2 separate regions of the Sus scrofa genome follow, and region 1 is linked to region 2. The links are chromatin contacts, called in public HiChIP or PLAC-seq maps. All regions are on one chromosome and are shown on one strand. Each heading gives the region's core, a stretch centred on a gene start, on an enhancer-like site or on the middle of the called end of the contact. The rest is flanking DNA. Distances are from core to core; before and after follow the strand shown.

Region 1 (6,207 bases), core at 2,790-5,289, 340 kb after region 2:
ATTTTTATAAAACCATTTGCCACAGTACCTATACACTTTATAAAAGTAACATCTAAAATAATGGAGATGAGAAAAGTCCTTGTTAATAGCAATGCTTGGTTGCAGAAGACTATGCACAGATACAGAAATAAAGGAAGGAAGAATTGAGCAAAGAGGGCGAGGCATATGAGGAGTGGGAAAAAGAACACATGTCACTAAGAACAAGTGGTTCTGTGAGGCAAGAATTTGGACTAATAAACCCTGTTGTCCAATGGAATGCATCCAGAAACAAAGTAAACTGCTGAGTTGACTGAAGTCAGATTTCTAAGGAGTCTTGCTTACGGAGTTCCCAAGGAAAGCCAGTCTTTCAGAAGCTCTGGTGTTCATGATCCAAATGGAATTTTTGAACAACCGAGGAGAGAGCCTAAACTAGCCCACTAGATGTCATGACTTAATGAAGAAGATGAGAGTGAAGAATCATTGCTAAACCCTGAGCTAAAATGCACAGAATAGACAAGGTTATGGTCCCAGGGTGATGCTGCTCTCATTTGGAGAACTTTTGTTGAGTCAAACTGAAGAATGTTACTATAGCAGGATCCCTTTGGGGGAAAACTGAGGATCTCCTCCCACCCCCCCAACACACACACACACACACACACACACACACACACACACACACCCCTACACAAATACACACGAAGAGGAAGCCAAAAGAGTGTTTTTAGGCTCACACATCCTGTGCTTTTCTCGGCTGCTATTTTGAAGGATAAACATTACATTGTGGTTGAGTTTTTTCCTAGGTAAAAGAAAAACAAAACAAAACAATATGGTCGTGAAAAGAAGAGACCTGAGAGGGAGCCAATGACCTTGGGGATGCAAGCTGCTTTCCTGGTTTTAAAAACAAAATACAACAAAGAAACCTTTAAAAAATAAAAAGTGCTTCAATAAGAGTGAAGACCTTGCATCTCTCAGCTGTGCCCATGGGGCCACCAGCTGGTTCTAAAGTAACTGAAACACAAAGACTCTCTGTCAAGTGCGAATCTCTGTGAGCAGGAAAATGATGTACCTTACCGGTGTAGCTGCATTCCGTTTTTAGGTTTCACTCAATTGGCATTTTATAAGCAGGATGACTTAACTCCGGTTTTATTGAAGACAGAATATTTCCATAGGCTTCTTAAAACCACATAATTAAAGCCAGTTTTATTTAGAAAGCTAGCAGAATTTTCTCGTGGGTTTGAAGGCCTCCCACTTTACCAATGGGTCACTTCCATGTAATCCTTTGTTTTCAGAGTAGATACCAAAGGTGACTCTTGCTACTATATCCAGGAACACTGCTCTCATCACACAGGACACCATTAAAGGCTATAGCCTACGGACTGGTCAGAGAATTTGAGAGGTGGACAGAACCTACAGAGAACAGACAGAGGCAGTGAATGTGGGCATTGCTGGTCTACATATGATTGAGCCTCATTGAAAAATGACCCGGTGTGGCTGATGACATGTCCATTGAAGGATGCTGCAGAGTGGCTTCTTACGATGGTGTCATTAGGTCCAAATTAGAAGATTAAAATGTTCCAGGAGCTCCCAGATGTATGATTCTTAAATCTCCTGAATAACTGATAAAGTATTAATGGATTGGAATCATATTCATTTTTTATGGCTACTCTAACAAATTATCACAAATGTGATGACTTAAAGTAGTGGAAATGTATTCTCTCTGGAAGACAGTAGTTCTGACCTAGTATCACCAGACTGAAATCAAGGTGTTGCGAGCCACTCCCTTCAAAGGGAGAATCCTTTCATTGACTCTTCTTCCTACTTCTGGTGGTTCTTGACATTCTTTGGCCTGTGGCTTCACCACTCAAATCTTCGAGTCCAGCATCTCTAAATAATTCTCTGCTTCTTCCTCTCCTTCTCCACTACTCCTTTTTTTTTCTTCTTTTCTCTCTCCCCTCAACCCTCTCTCTCTGAAATATCCATTCCTCTGCCTCTCTTTTATAAGAACACAAGCGATGTGCTTTAAGGCCCCCCAGATAACCCAGGATAATCTTCAAATTAGGGTCCTTAACTGAATCACATTTGCACAGACAGTTTTTCCATATAAGGTAATATTTATAGGCTCTAGGGATTATTATCCAGCCTCCTATAGGCATACACTTCAAACTCTCTCATACACGTGGTAATACACAATGTTACCCACACTCTTTTAGGAGTCACCTTTGGGCAGCTTGGAGAACTCGAATTAAGAAGAACTTACTGAGCACCTACTCTGTGCAAAGTTGCAGAAACAAAACAAAAGGAGTGTGAAGCAAGATCCCTGCCTTGGAGTAATAGACAAATATGATTGGGAAGAGAAGAGTATTACACAAGTGAAACAGAGGAACTGTATAAGACAGACGATATTCAAATAGTACAGAATATAAATGCTATAAAGTTTCAACAAAAGGAGATGTTTCTTTAAAAGAAAATTTTGAAAGCAGTTTAAAAGCCTGCAGTCATAATGAGGTCATGTTTTTCACTACTTGGGCAACACCATATAAAATCAGTTGTAATACATACAAAATACTATTGAATAGAAAACTGAACAATAAAATAGCCTTAGGGACGTTATTGACTTTTGCAAAAGCTCGAAACACTATTCCTATATAGAATTGGTCACCTTCATCTTTAGAAAATCTAGTATTGATCATAATGTTGATGATTCTCTATAATGAGTGCAAAGTGGCTTGTTAAATAATTTTTTTTTTTTTTGGTCTTTTTAGGGCTGCACCCACGGCATATGGAAGCTCCGAGGCTAGGGGTTGAAATGGAGCTATGGCTGCCAGCCTACACCACAGTTCACAGCCATGCCAGATTCTTAACTCACTGAGCAATGCCAGGGATGGAACCTGCCTCCTCGTGGATCCTATTTGGGTTCATTGACCACTGAGCCTTCCGGGGAACTGCCAAGAAGTTTTTTAAAAAGTGCAAATTTCAAGGCTTTGAAGATCCTCAAATTTCCAGGAAATCTAATAAAAATAAGAGATATAATCGATAGCTATGTTTGTGCTTTTCTGGCTAAAAATTGTTGTTTCTATCATTATCTTCAGAACCAGAAATAAGAAGGCTATCAAGAGATGGTCTGAGTTTCAACATGATTGTCCAAAAACAAAACACAATAAATGAGAGACAGTAGAGAGAGAAGGAGAAGCAAAAGCAGAGTTACTATTATAGTAAGGGTAAAACAGATTTGAAACCAAAACAGTACAAGTAAGAAACAGGATTACTATGAGATGGTAAAACCTATACTGACACATACAGTAGTAACAATATTAAATCTAAATGCCTCCAAGAAATAAAGCAAATATCTAAAACAGAAGCTAATACAGGGGGAAATAAAAAGAAAAAAATATATATATTTTGTTTGTTTGTTTGTTTTGCTTTTTAGGGCCACACCCTCAACATATGGAGGTTCCCAGGCTAGGGATCGAATTGGAGCCACAGCTGCCTCATGGATGCTGGTTGGGTTTGTTAACCGCTGAGCCATGATGGGAACTCTCTCTGACCTTTTATTTTTTTCTTTTTAGGGCCACACCTGCAGCATATGGAGGTTCTCAGACTAGGGGTCCAATTGGAGCTGTAGTGGCTAGCCTCCGCCACAGCCACAGCAACGCAGGATCCAAGCCGCCTCTGTGACCTACACCACAGCACACGGCAACACCAGATCCTTAACCCACTGAGCGAGGCCAGGGATCGAACCCGAGACCTCATGGTTCCTAGTCGGATTCATTTCCTCTGCGCCACGTTGGGAACACCAACTTTTTTTCTTTTTCTTTTTTAAATGACTCTTCCAAATGAAGAGTTAACCACAGGTCAGCATTCCACATTGCACTTGGTAAGTGGCTTAAAGCAGACATCCACACTTTATCAGTTATCTATTGTTGGGTAAAAAACCAGCCCCAGATTTTGTGGTTTAAAACAAAAACAATGATTTATTTTGCTCATGAGTCTAATTTGGGCAGAGCTCAGCAGGGTTGCCTATCCCTGCGCGGCTAGTTTGAGCACTGGTGAGTCAAGATGACTCGCTCACTTGGCTCGCAGCTTGGTGCCGGCTTTGTACTGAAACTCAGCTGGGACTGTGGGTCGAGGCCCTCCTTGCTGCTCCACCTGGACCTCTGCACCGTGGTTTGGGCTTTCTCACAGCAAGGTGGCTCCCTTCTAAGAGCAAGTGTATAACTTGATACACTTATTTTGACCCAAGCAGACACTGTATTGCATTTTTATTTTAAACTTAGCCTTGGAGTTGGCATAGGGTCACTTCTGCCAGAGTCACAAGGCCACCCAGAATCACGGGGAAGAGTGTAGAGCTCGTCTCTCCATGGGAGGAGTGTCAGAGAAGAATGCGTAGGATGGTTAGGTTGGTACAGACGGATTAGGACAGCAAAATCTGCCACAAACACGTTTATGCATGGGACAATACAGACAGGAAGTCCTTGAGTGGAAAATGCAGTCACAAATGTAAAACAGAAAAAAATACCAGTTTAAAAACTTCCAGAAGGATGAAAAATTTTAAGCCCAGTGTTTGACAGGGCGAAAGGTGCATTGTAAATTGGTATACTTTTTTTTTTTTTTTTTTTTTTTGGAAAGCTGCTTGATAGTATTCATGCTCTGACACAATATAAAAATATTCTTGGGAGTTCCCGTCGTGGCTTGGGGAAATGAGTCTGACTAGGAACCATGAGGTCCAGTTCCGTCCCTGGCCTCGCTCAGTGGGTTAAGGATCCAGCATTGCCATGAGCTGTGGTGTAGGTCCCAGATATGGCTCGGATCGGGCGTTGCTGTGGCTGTGGTGCAGGCTGGCAGTTGTAGCTCCAATTCGACCCCTAGCCTGGGAACCTCAATATGCAGTGGAGTGGCCCTAAAAAGCAAAAAAAAAAAAAAAAAAAAATCGTTAATTCTTAGTACTAACAAGCTATCAGGAAACATGATGATTTCCATCCTGTATAATGATTACAGGAACAGTAAAGATGACAGCTTTGTAGACTTGGAAATATAAGTAAACATACACACAAGACTCCCCCCACACACACATTGAGTAACAAAACCGGGCAAAAATAGTATGCATAAAATATTAGAACTATGAAATATGTATACATATATACTGACAGATTAAAGTGAATATGGAGCAATGGAAATAGAATTTAGTGACCTTTGTGGTCTTCTGCTATAAATTTGCTTAAATGTATAGTATTGATATATAATTTTAAACACTGTATAAATTAAATATATCATAAGCTCCAACAATCATAAATATAGTACATTAAAGAAAGAACTCACAAAAATAGAACCATGCTACTTTATCATACATAGGCTAACATATACTATTATTACAAATGTTGGGGGAGTTCCCTTCGTGGCGCAGCGGAAATGAATCCAACTAGGAACCATGAGGTTGTGGGTTGGATCCCTGACCTCGCTCAGGAGTTAAGGATCCAGCATTGCTGTGAGCTGTGGTATGTGGTGTAGGTGGCAGACATGGCTCAGATCTGGCGTTGTTGTGGCTGTGGTGTAGGCTGGCAGGTACAGCTCCAATTTGACCCCTAGCCTGGGAACCTCCATATGCTGTGGGTGCGGTCCTATAAAAGACAAAAAAAAAAAAAAAAAAAAACCCAACCCCCCCAAATGTTGAATATTTAGTTAAGAATAATTTACTTGCCCTTTAGCGTTTAGAAGAATTACTGTTATAAATTGGAGGATCACTGGTACAACTTTAAATAAGTCTGTGGAAATTAATGATCACTCCAGCCTCTTATTTATTTATTTAGGGCCAGGGATCAAACCAGTGCCACAAAGTGACCCAAGCTGTTGCAGTGACAACACCAGATCCTTAACCCCCTGTGCCACAAGAGAACTCCTAACCTCCATTCTTTAAAATCCTGGTAGAACTATCTTTCTAGAAGACTGACTTGAGGCATAAACTATAAGAAGGAAAGACCTCCCCACCCACCTTGCCCAGCCCCTCAAAATTACAAAAACTATAAAGACAAATAATTTATCCATTGCTTGAAAATAACAAAATGTGCTACCAGTAAGTCCAAGTTTTTGAAAAAATCCAGAATTGCTGAAGACCTAGGTCATCCGATTAATAGAGCAAACATCAGCTTAAGACCTCGTGCAGATTGTAACCATTGGAAGGAACACAGTCATGCGGGTGTTGGTGGTGGGAGAGCTGGTGGGAGAGCAGTGGGG
Region 2 (6,146 bases), core at 107-2,606:
TGTCCCCACAGCCCCACGCTCTCACTGCAAGATTTCCCCTCAGACTCCGCCTGTGCAGTGACCTGGGCAAACAGGAGCTATTTGTTCTGCATGTCTGAGCACTGAGTTTGCTCTAGGAAAAAGGTCTGTGCTTTTCCGTGGCAGATAAAGGATGTCTCCTACTTTCCCCTCAGGGACTTGGTGGGTTCAGCCCCCTGACCTTTGCCAAAAGCCAGACCTAGCTGCCAACCCCTGTGAGTTCTGGAACCTGCAGGGCCCAATTAAGACTTTTGCGGTCCTTTCCTCCACTGAAAAAATATTGTAAATGTTATTTGGTGACTCTGCTGGCATAAAGATTAGTATAATCCTGGGTGGATTCATTGCTATATATTCATTAAAATCTGTTTTTTGGGAGTTCCCATTGTGGCTCAGCGGTAACAAACCTGACTAGTATCCATAAGGATGTGGGTTCAATCCCTGGCCTTGCTCAGTGGGTTAAAGGATCCGGCACTGCTTGGCTGTGGCCCAGGCTGCAGCTCCGATTTGACCCCTGGCCTGGGAACATCCATATGCCACAGGTGTGGTCCTAAAAAGCAATAAATAAATAAAAATTTTAAAAGCATATGGACAACAAATTCCAGAAGAGTTATTTTTTTAATGTGGCTTTTTTTTTCTTCTGATTTTAAAAGCAATTAAACCAGTTTTACAAGCCCTGAGAAAAGGCAGGAAGAAGGGACCGCCAACAGCAGCGCTCTGCCACCCTCTGCAGGTTCTGGGAGCAAAGTTATCAAAAGCAAATAAATTCAGATGGGACAGAGTCATGGTCAAGTACAAGCGAGTATTTGTTAAGCAGTTATCGTGTGTGTCGTGCTGAGCCATTTGCAGACACATCTTACTGAGGTTCCTCAGCCTTCCTGTGAGGTGAGCCCCATGTCCACTGATGACTGGTGGCCCCAGCAGTTAGGTTTCATGCCCAAGTTCACCCAAGCAGTCAATGGCACCTGGGGATGTGTGGCCAGCCTCCTGGCTCTTCCCGCCTTTCCCTTCAAGCTTTCTGGTGTGTGTGGACAGGGCGCTGCATCTGCTCCTGCCACCCTGTGAGGCCTCCTTTCCCCACCGTACACTTGACCCTGCATGCAAATAAAAATAAACACCACTGTCCAAGAAGGATGAGGTCAGAATCAGAGGTACTGAAAAACTGCCCAAGTGCACGTGCCTTTGTACGTTCAGAGATTGGAAGGGTGTCGACATCCCTCTAAAAGATTTCTGATGGCCACGCTGTGTTCCTCTTTCGGTTAAGGTCAGGAGCTGAACATGGTGGCAAAGGGTGAGCCTCCTCCTCACGTGGTCCCGTTTTGCAGTGCTGGATTGTGACAGTGGCGCTTGCACAAGCGGAGTCGCCCTCCTCCCCCAGAGACCACTGCAGATGGAGTCACAGCCAGGCAGTGATTCCAGCTCCACCTCTTCTTCCTCGGCTCCTACCCATTTTGGTCTGAGAGAGGCACTCAGTGGGTGAGAGGAGGTATGACAATTTGCATTTATACAGGATCCCAGCTTTAAGTTAATTAATCAAAACACTTAGCTACCCTGACAAATCCTTCCCTGACAGCCAGAAAGCTAATCCCTGGTGTGCCTGGTTTGCAAGAATGACTTGGGTGGCCACAGAATCTTGCTGCCAGTCTCCTAAGCCTCACAGCCTGTCACCTGAGGAAATCATCTCAGTGGGAAGACTCATCCGCTTATTCCAGCAAAGTGATTTTCCTTTCCGATTTTCCTCCCTCCCACCCACCTCTGTACTCACTCCCCAAGCAGAAACAGGATGAGGGAAAAAGGGAAAAAAGGGAGTTCCCACTGTGGCTCACCAGTAATGAACCCAACTGCTATCCATGAGGACGCGAGTTCAGTCCCTGGCCCCGATCAGTGGATTGAGGATCCGGCATTGCCGTGAGCCGTGTTGTAGGCCCCAGACACAGCTTGGATCCTAGGTTGCTGTGGCTGTGGTGTGGAGGCCGGCAGCTGCAGCTCCCCTCCCACCCCTGGCCTGGGTACCTCCATATGCCACAGGAGCGGCCCTAAAAAAAGAAAAGCCAAAAACAGAAAAAAATCCCCCGGAAAAGAGATACTTTTCCCGCAGTAAATGAGAAACCAGGAGAGGATGGGTTGGGTCCCCTAGAGGGCTGAGCCAGGCCCTGAGACAATGCACACACAGCAGGCTGGCGTGTCCCCAGCTGTAGCAGCCTTCAGGCTTCTCACGGCACACTGCGGAAAGCTTCCTGGAAATGATCCAGTGAAGCAAAGGCAGGCCTGAGGCAGACCCTTGAGAAGAGACAGGAAGCTTCAAGAAATGAATAGCCTTGATGAATCCTGGGGTCCGGCTTCAAACTGTTCACCAAGGGTTACCTCAGAGATCTAGTTCAGAGAGGGAGGCCCTTGGGGATGCAGAAATACCCACTTCATAGTCTCCTGGAGGTTTGAGAGATGTGCCAACCAACAAGCAGGTATTTGTTTTATCAGACACACAAAGGGATTATAGAAAATACATTCTTAGTTTCAGCTACTGCATAAAATAAGTGAGGAGCTCCCTGGTGGCTTAGCAGGTTAAGGATACAGCATTGTCACTGCTGTGGCAAGGGTTCAATTCCTGGCCCAGGAACGTCCTCACATGCTGTGGACAAGATTAAAAAAAAAGAAAGAAAGAAAGAAATTAAATGATAGCCATGAGAGACCTCCAAGCCAAAAAAGAAAAAAAAAAAAAAATAGAGCAGAAAAGCCAGAACTAAGGACTTGAATCCCCTCTCAGCTTTCTGCTTCTCAGATTCTTCATGTGAAAAGTGGGGAAATTATAATGCTCATCCGCCAGGGTCCTGCAGAAAGATTACACATGATGGTAAATGGAAGAAAGCGCAAGGTCCACTTAGCCCCTTATCTCTAAACCCCCTAATTCTATGCTGTGGTGGCAGTTTAAAGGCTATGTCCCCAAGGAGTTCCCTTTGTGGCTCAGCGGTTAATAAACCTGACTAGGATCCCTGAGGATACAGGTTCGATCCCTGGCCTTGCTCAGTGGGTTAAGGATCCGGCGTTGCCATGAGCTCTGGTGTGGGTCACAGGTGTGGCTTGGATCCCAAGTTGCTGTGGCAGTGGTGTAGGCTGGCGGCTATGGCTCCGATGCAACCCCTAGCCTGGGAACTTCCATATGCCACGGGTGTGGCCCTAAAGAGAAAAAATGAAATAAAATAAAGGCTATGTCCCCAAACACAATTTGCCAAGGACTTTCCTTCAGTCTGTGTGCAGGCAGGCAATGGGAGGGCCACCAGCCCTGAGGAGCCGCCCAGCAGACATGAGAACCGACCTCCCAACCAGAATCCAGGGCAAAGCTCGCAGACCCACAGACACATCACATACACAGGTGTGATACACACTCAGGTAAATGGGGAAACATCACCTGACACCCTCGTGAGGGCTCAGATCAAGGCGACACAGAGGCCAAAACAGAGTCAAAGACATACACGGAAGGAGCACGATGTTGAGAGTGGGGGAGGGGATGTTTGCTCCAAAGCAGCATTCAGCCGCCATCCTGCTGAGAGAGGCGCCCCTCTGAATTCCAGGCGTCAAGCAAAGCTACCACTTGACCCTACTTTGCCCCTTCTCTCTTTATTCACTCCTCACCCCACCCACCCAGCCACACAGACTAAAACCCATCCTATACTTGGCTACTTCCCTCAGTTGGGGGAGGGGGAAGGTGTGGTGGGGTTGGGACCCTTCCCAGGGTTGGACCTAGAACTCTGTTCTGCAAACAGAAACCATCTGTGGGGAAGTGATTTGCGCCATCCATCGTCATTGCAATGAGCAGCATCTTAGGCATCACTGGTTTTCAGAATACTTTCTGCTGCCCTGGAAAAATGTGTTCACCAAGCCTTGAAATATTGGTTCTTGGTGTTGATCTCTGAGGTACCCACCCATCCATCCACCACCCATCCATCCATCCATCCATCCATTTATCTATCCACTCACCCACCTACCCATTCATCCACCCATCCATCCACAACTAGTCACAACTAACCTACTCTGTCCCAGGTTATGTTTAAATCCAGAAGATGGAGGTAGAAAAATAGGTTAAGAGGCGTGTTCATAGCTAGGGAAGTTTCATGCCCACTCGTTTGCTAGACTCAGAGTCAAGCTAACAAGAACAGAGGCTTAGAACAGACAAGATGGGTTGGGGAAGAGAGGGGCTATGAAGAGAGAGCTGGAAAGGAGGGGGCCTTCCTACTAGAAGCTTGGGAGGAAAAACACCAGGCGTGGCCTGGGAACTCAAGGAGGCCCTGCTGCCTGGCTGGGTGGGGTAAGCAGGAGGTGGTGCGTGTTAACAGAGGGAGTGCCAGCTAAGACAGGTTCAACACCTGTGATCTCCCGACTGACCCCACCCCTCACTCAGCAAGCAAGAGAGATCTGAGGGACAGGCTGGGACATGAGGCTGGGCTGGACTGTGGGGACCTTGAAGTTGGAGACTTGATCCTGCGAGAGGTGCCCTCTCTCTTGTGTCCAAGTCATGAGTCAGTCCAGGGGGATTTGGAGAGTCTGTTCCTGTGTTTCTTTTTTCTTTTCTTTTCCTTTTTTTTTTCCCCTAGGGCCGCACCCACAACATATGGAAGTTCCCAGGCTAGGGGCTGAACCGGAGCTGCAGCTGCCGGCCACAGCCACAGCCACAGCCACACCAGATCTGAACCACATCTGCGACCTGGCTCACTGCACCACAGCCCAAGGCAATGTGGGATCCTTAACGCACTGAGCAAGGCCCGGGATTGAACCCTCGTCCTCATGGATACTAGTCAAGTTCATTCCCACTGAGCCACAATGGAACTCCCGCTAAGTGCTTCTAAAATGTGCTCTCTGCCTAGCTTGCTTCCAGTGGCCCCAGGAATTCTGCCTCCTCCATCCTTCACGTCTCTTGCCCAGACATCAAATATCTACCCGTGTTCACTTCCTGGTTGTTTCTTGGTGGTGGTTTTTGAACTATGTGTGTGGCCAAGTTATAAGTAACTTATTTCATTTAAGAAGTCAAAACATGCTTACCCGCCTCGCCAGATACGTGGTGCTTATCTCCGATGGCACAAACACTGCCCCGTACTGTTCCTTCCGGTTGTGTCTCCCCGCGCAGTTAATCAGGAAGAAATCCACCCTTTGCAATGACCTCTTCTGCTGGCTCTCTTTCCTCCATGTAATTAGCTCCTTGTCACCTCCCGGAGTGTGGCACCAGCTCGTGTTAGGCCATCGAACCCAGAGTCCATCAGCAGCTTTCCACACAGACTCTGCTCTCTGGCCTCTGGCCAGACCCTGGGGCGGGGCCGCAGCCTTCCTGGAGGCGGAAGTGCTTGACGGAGACAATGGCCAGGGTAGAAGCCAGCCGTGAAGACTTTGGGTGTTGCCGATTCCCAAGCCATCCCCCAGATTATTAACTGGAAAAAGGGAAACTCAGTTGCCTTCCCCAAGTGTTTACCACAGCTGAGCCATCTTCACTTCCTACAGACGCTACTTAGCAACAGAAAGAGTGGGTACCGAGTGGCCATTCTTTTCTCTGATTCGGAACTCATGGGATTTGAGAACCCCTGTCCTTCACATCCCATGGTTGAAATAAAGGATTTTTCTTTTTTATTTAAGAAAGTGAGACAAGTGGTGATAGAGACAGAAATAATGAGGTAAATACTGAAAGCCAGTCATAGTGGTAGTTCTCAGAGAACACACAAATGTCAGCACAGTTATTAATGAAAAGTGTATCTATTAGGTGTTTTTGATAACTTTTGAGGGAGGGAGATTGCGTGTTCTCTTTAGATCAGCAAAGTAGTAATGGATTATGAGAAAGAAACGGAAGAAACAAACATTCCAGTGGATGTGAAAATTAGGATGTTTGAACATAGAACTGCCAACAAGAGACCCCGTTATATTCAACTTCAAACAAATAATTTTTTAATGTATGTCCCAAATATTGTATACTTAAAAATTCCTTGTTGTTTATCTCAAGTGCAAATTTTGCTGGATATTCTGTATTTTTATTTGTTAAATCTGACAACCCTACTATTGCAGTAAGAGTAAAAACTCTCCATAAGCTTGGCATGAGAAGAACATTTAGAACATAAGAGAAAGGTCAGTGAGAGGTGATCCAGTCAACACCA

What was found. HiChIP or PLAC-seq counts read pairs in DNA pulled down with a chosen protein or histone mark.
Region 1: a contact with region 2 is called in an H3K27ac HiChIP or PLAC-seq map of alveolar macrophages, with 4 times the contacts expected there. The contact joins two enhancer-like sites. A contact is called at or near these places in 1 of 47 Hi-C or Micro-C datasets (fetal heart ventricle) and 1 of 2 datasets of contacts at active chromatin or transcription factors (alveolar macrophages).

What each region holds. Positions count from the first base shown.
Region 1 is chr11:19,389,487-19,395,693 of Sscrofa11.1, forward strand. All of the region lies in intron 1 of LOC102161217 (a long non-coding RNA gene), which reads left to right. Among named protein-coding and RNA genes, the nearest start is that of ITM2B, 15 kb to the left of the region's middle. Within about 2 kb of position 4,040, at least 13 of the 83 cell types and tissues checked have an H3K27ac peak or open chromatin away from gene starts, as enhancers often do. A contact at or near this core is called in alveolar macrophages, where this site is marked.
Region 2 is chr11:19,048,560-19,054,705 of Sscrofa11.1, forward strand. It overlaps LOC110255759 (a long non-coding RNA gene), which reads right to left. Exons shown (of 3, transcript XR_002336552.1): 1 at 5,050-6,146. Among named protein-coding and RNA genes, the nearest start is that of RCBTB2, 30 kb to the right of the region's middle. Within about 2 kb of position 1,357, at least 20 of the 83 cell types and tissues checked have an H3K27ac peak or open chromatin away from gene starts, as enhancers often do. A contact at or near this core is called in alveolar macrophages, where this site is marked.